Linked DNA regions of Mus musculus: region 1 is linked to region 2. The links are chromatin contacts, called in public Hi-C maps. All regions are on one chromosome and are shown on one strand. The core of a region is the stretch at or near the end of the contact, and the rest is flanking DNA. Distances in the headings are between cores, read along the strand shown.

The links. A called contact is a pair of places that touch in the nucleus more often than the background predicts.
Region 1: a Hi-C map of cerebral cortex shows a contact between it and region 2, with 1.8 times the contacts expected there. The contact joins two enhancer-like sites. A contact is called at or near these places in 6 of 39 promoter capture datasets (the 3T3-L1 cell line, cranial neural crest, frontonasal cranial neural crest and 3 more), 1 of 484 Hi-C or Micro-C datasets (cerebral cortex) and 1 of 9 other capture datasets (adipose tissue).

What each region holds. Positions count from the first base shown.
Region 1 is chr1:23,117,835-23,121,224 of GRCm38.p6, forward strand. No RefSeq gene overlaps it. Among named protein-coding and RNA genes, the nearest start is that of Gm30442, 4.5 kb to the right of the region's middle. Within about 2 kb of position 1,782, at least 19 of the 459 cell types and tissues checked have an H3K27ac peak or open chromatin away from gene starts, as enhancers often do. A contact at or near this core is called in cerebral cortex, where this site is marked.
Region 2 is chr1:22,653,803-22,657,410 of GRCm38.p6, forward strand. The region is part of intron 2 of Rims1 (regulating synaptic membrane exocytosis 1); the gene reads right to left. Among named protein-coding and RNA genes, the nearest start is that of Rims1, 150 kb to the right of the region's middle. Within about 2 kb of position 1,324, at least 12 of the 459 cell types and tissues checked have an H3K27ac peak or open chromatin away from gene starts, as enhancers often do. A contact at or near this core is called in cerebral cortex, where this site is marked.

The sequences.
Region 1 (3,390 bases), core at 532-3,031, 460 kb after region 2:
AACAGGCTATCTTGCCAGCTTATAAGAATAGCTAGATTGAAAAAAAAAATCTGCCATTTTTCTTTAAATCCAGTCTGGTTTACATAGTGAAGTCCAGGCAAGGCAGCTCTGCATAATGAGGCCCTATCTCAAAGCAAAACAAGAACAAAATAACCTTTTATTTCCCACTCAATGCACCATTCACAATTTCCCAAGATAGTAAGTTTACTCTTGTTAGCTAGAATGACTAGTAATCTTCGTTTCACTCTCAGAAGACCCCTGTTTGCAAAGTAAATTATTCTGTCATCCAAAAAGTGATGCACATAATCTGAAGAAGTGTCTTTGGAAAGGTTGAATATTATCTGAGGTTTCTGTATGGCTTTTAACATGTGGAGATTAATTCTTAATTGCCACTTCAGCAAATTTGCCACAGAGCAGCACTTCCTCTGTGCAGGTTGCCACCCAAACAGCAAAACTGCTTTGTGTTGGTTTTGGTTTTTGTTTGTTTTTGAGACTTTCTACTTTCTAGAACTCAACACCAATGACAAAGCACAAATCACTTTCTCATTGCTTATCTGGGGTATTTAAGTAAATTTTTCTTTGCATATGTTTTCATTGGCATCCCTAATATGGGGCTAAATGAATGAATGATCTATCTTTGAATAAAATAAGTGGTTAACCCCCAATATAATACTAAAGGATTCAGGGTGTTTGCAGGGTTACTAGCTCCATGGTTCATTTATTCTAAAGTTGTGCAGCGACAACCTACCTTGCAGCTTGAACAGGTTTGCTACTGAGCTCCTTCTACAAGTGCAACTGAAACACAACATTAAATCATTTACAGTAGGTTAGTGGCAAAGAGGGAAACCAAACCACAAGTTGTTGCTATTGAAACTCCCGCTCAGCACTCTGCCTTGGTGTGACAACATGTTGGTATTCTTTGTGTGTCCTGTGTACATTTCCAAGTTGCTGTATTTCATGCAATATATGACGCACCTTTGCACCATTACGGTGCCTTCAGTCTAAAAACACATTAGTAACACTGCATTTATTGAAAATCAAGTTTTCAATATGTTCAAGTCTTATTTATATGTAAATGAAAGTTCAAAATAAAACTGAAAGAGATAAAGCTAAAAGGAATGGAAGAACACGACAGCTGAAGAGCCTGATAAAAGGAAACGAGGATTATCAGTGCTGTTGCTAAGCACACAGGTGGAGCCATCCCAGGATACTTGTGCACTAGGGTAGGGATGGAGTCTCAGGACCACTGGGGAGAGAGAGGTACGCGTGCTTCTCTGTAAGAAGGCAAACAACCTGTGCAAATCTCCCTGAATACTTTAACTCATCTCCAGATTACTGTTAATATCAATTTTAATGTAAGTGCTATACAAAACACTGCCATGCTGACTGGTTTATAAGTAAAGTGTTCTACAGTATGAATTTTTAAAAATTTTTTTTTCATTTGAGATTGGGTGAATCTGCAGATGCTAAGGATATAGAAACCTACAAGTATATAAAAGGACTGATGGATATAATCATGGTAGATAGATAGATAGATAGATAGATAGATAGATAGATAGATGAATAATAGAAGTTTCTATGAGAGGAAAACTGGTCAATATCTACAGATTGTTTCAGAGGGCAGAGAAGCAGGTGTCACTGGTTCATTAAAAAAAAAGTAGAAAACAGCATGTTGAGATTACACCTTATGTAACACGAGAGAACCAAACACTTAGTGAACTAGCCCAAATCCTCATGTCTCACAGAAGCCAGACTGTGCAGCAGCTTACAAAAGGAGCCAGAAATAGAGATCTGGTGAGCTAATGTTCACTGAAATACTACACTCAGTCCATACGATGCAGTGCAGGAGAGAGGAAGAAAATGGGGGTAAGGACCGAGAGGGAGAGACGAGGGGCAGAGGGAGGTCCTTTGTATTCCTGCAGTCCACTCAGTGCCCAGGGTCTGTCCTGACACCTGGAATGAAGCTCAGGCATCTGAAGCATGAATTATTGTACAAAACCTGCACTTGCCTCCTTCAGCATATTTAAAAATGTTAATAGCTAATCTACATATTGCCTTTCACTGTCAAATTTATATAATTACATAATTCGATTTTGGTATAGCATAGAACCATTGGCCTAACCAGCTGGAAATACAGCCCTTCAAGATGATATACAATACTGGCTGTTATACGTTATGTTATGTCTCATATATTGCCTTGCCCTATGAGCAGTATTGTATTATTATAAACATTCTTAGCTTCTATTATAATATGGGCATAAGTGCCATATTAACATTTTACTCCAGTTGTTGCTCTGATGGGTGAGCGGGGAGTGAGTGTGTGGGTGGAAGAGCACTCTCATAGAGACAAAGGGGAGGGGGAATAGGATGGGGGGATTGTGGAGGGAGACCAGGAAGGGAGACAACTTTTGAAATGTAAATAAATAAAATAACCAACAAAAAAAGATATATCAGAAGGAAATGGAGCATTGCTCAGAATAGAATGAATTGTTCACCACAAGAAAAGAGTCCATTTATTTACTAGTTATATAGTTTTCTAATGTCATGTAGAAATTGCTCTATCCATGGCCAGTGTGACTGCTAGCCACTTTCATTTAGTTTTCATGTTCTTTTCTTTAGTGGTTGCTTAGTTGAGTACAGTGATGCCTCTGAGTACCGGCGGAGCTCCTTCTGTGCACAGGATTCTCCCATGCGGGATTCTCCCCAGCACCTTTTACTCTATGGACATGTGGCCCAAGCTTCACAACTCAGGGCTATCCCTGAACACTGCCCTCACCCATGACTTGGCTGCTTTCTCCCAGAACTGACACAGTGCAGATGTGTGCCTCTGACCAGGAATCCCTCTCCAGGGTCTGTCAAGATGCAGACATGTGAACCTCCAGGTTCACTCTCTTACATTTAACAGTGTGTCCCATCCCCCATGTCCAGTATCCCAAGAGCCACAGTTTCATTTGTTGTGCTTTTTGTTACTCAAGTGAGAAAAATAAAATTTGTCTCTTATAATTTGCTTTTGACTGAAAATGTCAGTTTCCTTTGCCTTTTTTTAAATGTTGGAAACATATTTACATTGGACAGGTAGGAGTAAGGAGTAAAAAGGCTACAAAGCAGACATACTATAATACGGTGGTGCTTTGGAAAGTCCTAGGGCAGTACAAAGACTGAGAATTAGGAATTAGGAGGGAACTGGGAATCCAGGAGACGAGATCGTATTATGAAAGTGTCTGAGTAAACACAGACAGAAGTTGTTCCTTTGGCAGGGCCAACACCACACCACTAGCAGCCCCGAGTGGCCACAGTACATGTTACATAAGCTGGCCTGCCTTAAAATGCATAAGCCAACCTTTATTTAGAATTAATTTTTGATCCTTTGACCTTTCATGAGCTCTTAGC
Region 2 (3,608 bases), core at 74-2,573:
TACAGTTGTTCCACCATAAGTGCCCAGTGCTCACATTTTGTAAGGGGTGAGAATACTGGGCACACTTGAGGATCTGTGTGCTGCAAGCAATACTCTGCAAAGGCTTCATTAGTTAGAGTCAAGTGGTACTTCTCAAATCCACCAGCAGTGAGGTGAAGACTGTTTACTGTCTGAGATAACAGGAAAAGCCCTGCAATTGAACAGCCAAAAGCATCTATTTCAAAACAAACTCCCTCTATCCATCCCTCCAGGGAGGATTAAAAAGAAAACAAAAACAAAAGCAAAAACAATAGCCTGTGGTGCCTGAGGAAGCTCTGAGGTGAAGAGAGGCTTGTTTATTTGATCCTGGTCCTGAAGAACAGGACACAGTATGTGCTGGATCTTTCTAAACCTACCAGGCTGCAGATGATAACAAGGTGTTTTGAAAGTGAATGAGACCTGGATAAACTTCTTTAAACAAAACAAAACCCTTGAGCAGCTGTCATCAATGCATCCTGCAAACTGGCCACTCTTCTCACTTATTTAAAAAATTATGGTTTTAATTGATACAGAATTACATCACTTCTCCCCTCCAGGTTTCCACTCCAGGCTCTCCCAAGTATCCTCACTTCATCCCCTCCCATACATTTAGGTTGATGAGCTCCTGTTTTCTATGGTTAATATTGTCACACACGTATGTATGCACCTATATAAAAATTCAACCTGCCGAGTCTGCTGCTGTTTGGTTCCTGTGTATACAGCATCAGGGCTGACCATTCTGCATTGAACGACTGATAAGGAAGCTCAGCTCTGGGAAAGACTAATTCTCCTTTTTCCACTATCACTTGCCTAGAGTCCTTTGTCTAGGCGTGGGAACCTGTAGGACCACCCCCAACCCTCTTCCAGTTAGCAAATCCATCTACCGTGCCATTGTTCTGGTCAACTTATGCAGCCATTTCTAGGAGAGATTGTTTCCCAGCAGGTTTCCTGGTATTCTGGCTGTTTCCATGTTTCTTGAGCCATAGATGTAGGAGTTGTGATGTAGATGTACCAGTTTCCATTTGTTAAGAGGTCAGGCTTTGTGACAGAATCTGTCCCCTTTCTTGTTTAACCCTTTGGTCTTTCATACCTACAGATTGACAAATTGACAGTCTTTGCCTTGGCGAGTCTAAAACTCTGGGTCAAAGCTCTCATTATGAGGACACTGAAGTGTTCTTACACTTTGAACAAGAATACCCCACTTTGCGAACATGCCTGCCGATACACACGCCCAAATGCCACCGAATCCTGACAGTCATTTCCTTCTTCCAGTACCACCTGTTCTCTGAGCACTCGCCCACAAGCTGCTAAAATCCTCCCTCCTGCCACCTCAGCCACACGCCAACATGAACTGCCTACCACCCCCATCCTCAGCCTCCAAACCATGATGTGGAATAAAGAAACAGATGCACAAAACCGAGGTGGCAAAGGGGCTCAGGACAGGTAGCCAGAAGTCATCACCCGAATCTAAACAAATCACAAGATTTGTATCTGGTGTCATTGTGATATTAATCACAACTCTCATTATTAAGGAGAAGCTCAGGCTAAGATGTATTTATTGATCAGACAGCAAAAACAAAGCTTATACCTTCCCATACTTCATTCGAAAAGCCCATGTCCCTCTGTTCCATTTAATTCTGAGGAGGACTTTTCATATAAGGGATAACTGAACCAGCTCCTTAATTTAGATAGTCCTGCTTTGATTAAAGCTAAAAACCTATGCTCTTTTTGATGAATATAGTAAGTTATTCCTCTGTCCCTTGAACAACTATTTATTTGTCGAATGCCAAGCATGGAGAGGCCACAGTGTTAATAGGGAGATGATCACTTTTCAGATAATGACATTTCCAAGATTTTTATTGGCTTTCTTTCAGTGATAGACTTAATAAAACCGTAATTCAAATTCAAGAGCTACCACAAGTCTTTGTTTCTCCAAGTCCTTAATATGGGGCTGGTTCTCAAGTCATGCGTGACTAAAGACTGAGTGAATAAGTTCATGGGTAAAGACAGAAATATATAAGTGAATAGACAGGTCTGTGAACATATAAGCAGAGAGGGCTTTCACAGAGGATACACCTAATGTTGGTAGAAAGTGAGAAAACTGTCGCTCTGGTTAGTCCCTTTGATTCCTCTTCCCGAGACTGCTTATAAAACTAACTCATTCACCCAAATACAGCTTGATAATTTGAAATTTAACCACAGGCCTTCCTAACAGCACACTTGGGAATTCATACTTTGGGTTCTCTGATGTGGGCTGAGGTTTTCACTGGGGACTAGGAACTCACACACATTCTTTACCACAGCCACAGCATAACCTAACAGGAAGAAAATGGACCTGGAACATGGTGCTGTAAAGTGCTAGCTGGATTTCATGAGTTTGAGTATTTCAGGAACAAAACTGTAGCTATTCTGTGCCTTTCAGGATATTCTAATGGGTTGGAATCCACTGAGTAAGAGTACACCAGCTGTCTCCTTGTTTAAATTTAAAGGACACAAGATCTTCTATTCAAGGAAACAAAAAATTCAAAAGCATTACTAGGACTTTTCTATCTACAGTTGTCACTGAGTTCAAAATAGCCCATTCCCCAAGTGCCTCTTTGGAAATTTCACCCATTATAGTTAATAATTTGAAAACTTATCATAAAGCTTACTGGCTATAAACCATTAATTGGAATTATCAGAATTCAAGTAGAAAGCTACTTTTTCTCCTTTTCTTGAGTGAACTGAGTCCCTTGGGAAGTCAATTAAGAAAATGAAAATTACACACACACACACATACACACACACACACACACACATATGTTATTTTTCTCGAAAATAATTTTAAAACCTCATAAATGCAAATATTAACTTCCAATTGAGAGTTTTTCCTAACTGATATTAAAATGATGAGAAAAATTTTGAAAAGCATTTCAGCAATGACTCGAGCAGCAAGTGAATAAAATACTGTCTCTCCCTTGAATCTTTGAAACCACTAAAAATACACAAGTAGATTTTATCACATCTTTATTCATATTTACTCCTATGGGGGTTTACAAAACTGATATACCAACCATTTGAAAACACCTTCTACATTAATAATAATAATAGTTACCAGTAACCAACTCACATTAGAAGTATAGATAGATAGATACAGAGAGAGAGAGAGAGAGAGAGAGAGAGAGAGAGAGAGAGAGAGAGAGAGAGAGAGAGAGAGAGAATACATGCTCAGGAGCTATCTAGGCATATATATATATATTGAGAGAGAAAGAGAGAGAGAGAGAGAGAGAGAGAGAGATCTGTAGAGGAGCGGTTCTGATGCTTTGATTTAATTGGGAATCTCTGTTTACTGATGCTGAAGGTCCTTACCCCCATAGTTCCTAATCAATCAATAAAGATGCCAGTGGCCAATGGATGGGCAGAAAGAAAGAGGCGGGACTTTCAGGTTCCCGCAGGTTAGGAGAGAGGAAAAGAGGAATACTTGGAAGAGAGACCATAACAGACTCAGAGCTGTAGGGGAGGTCTTCCAAAATGTGGGCAGAAAAGAAAAGAGGTCCACGGAAGAACAGCCCGAAAGAGTCTTGGGCAGCAAGACCAATGCACTTCACAGA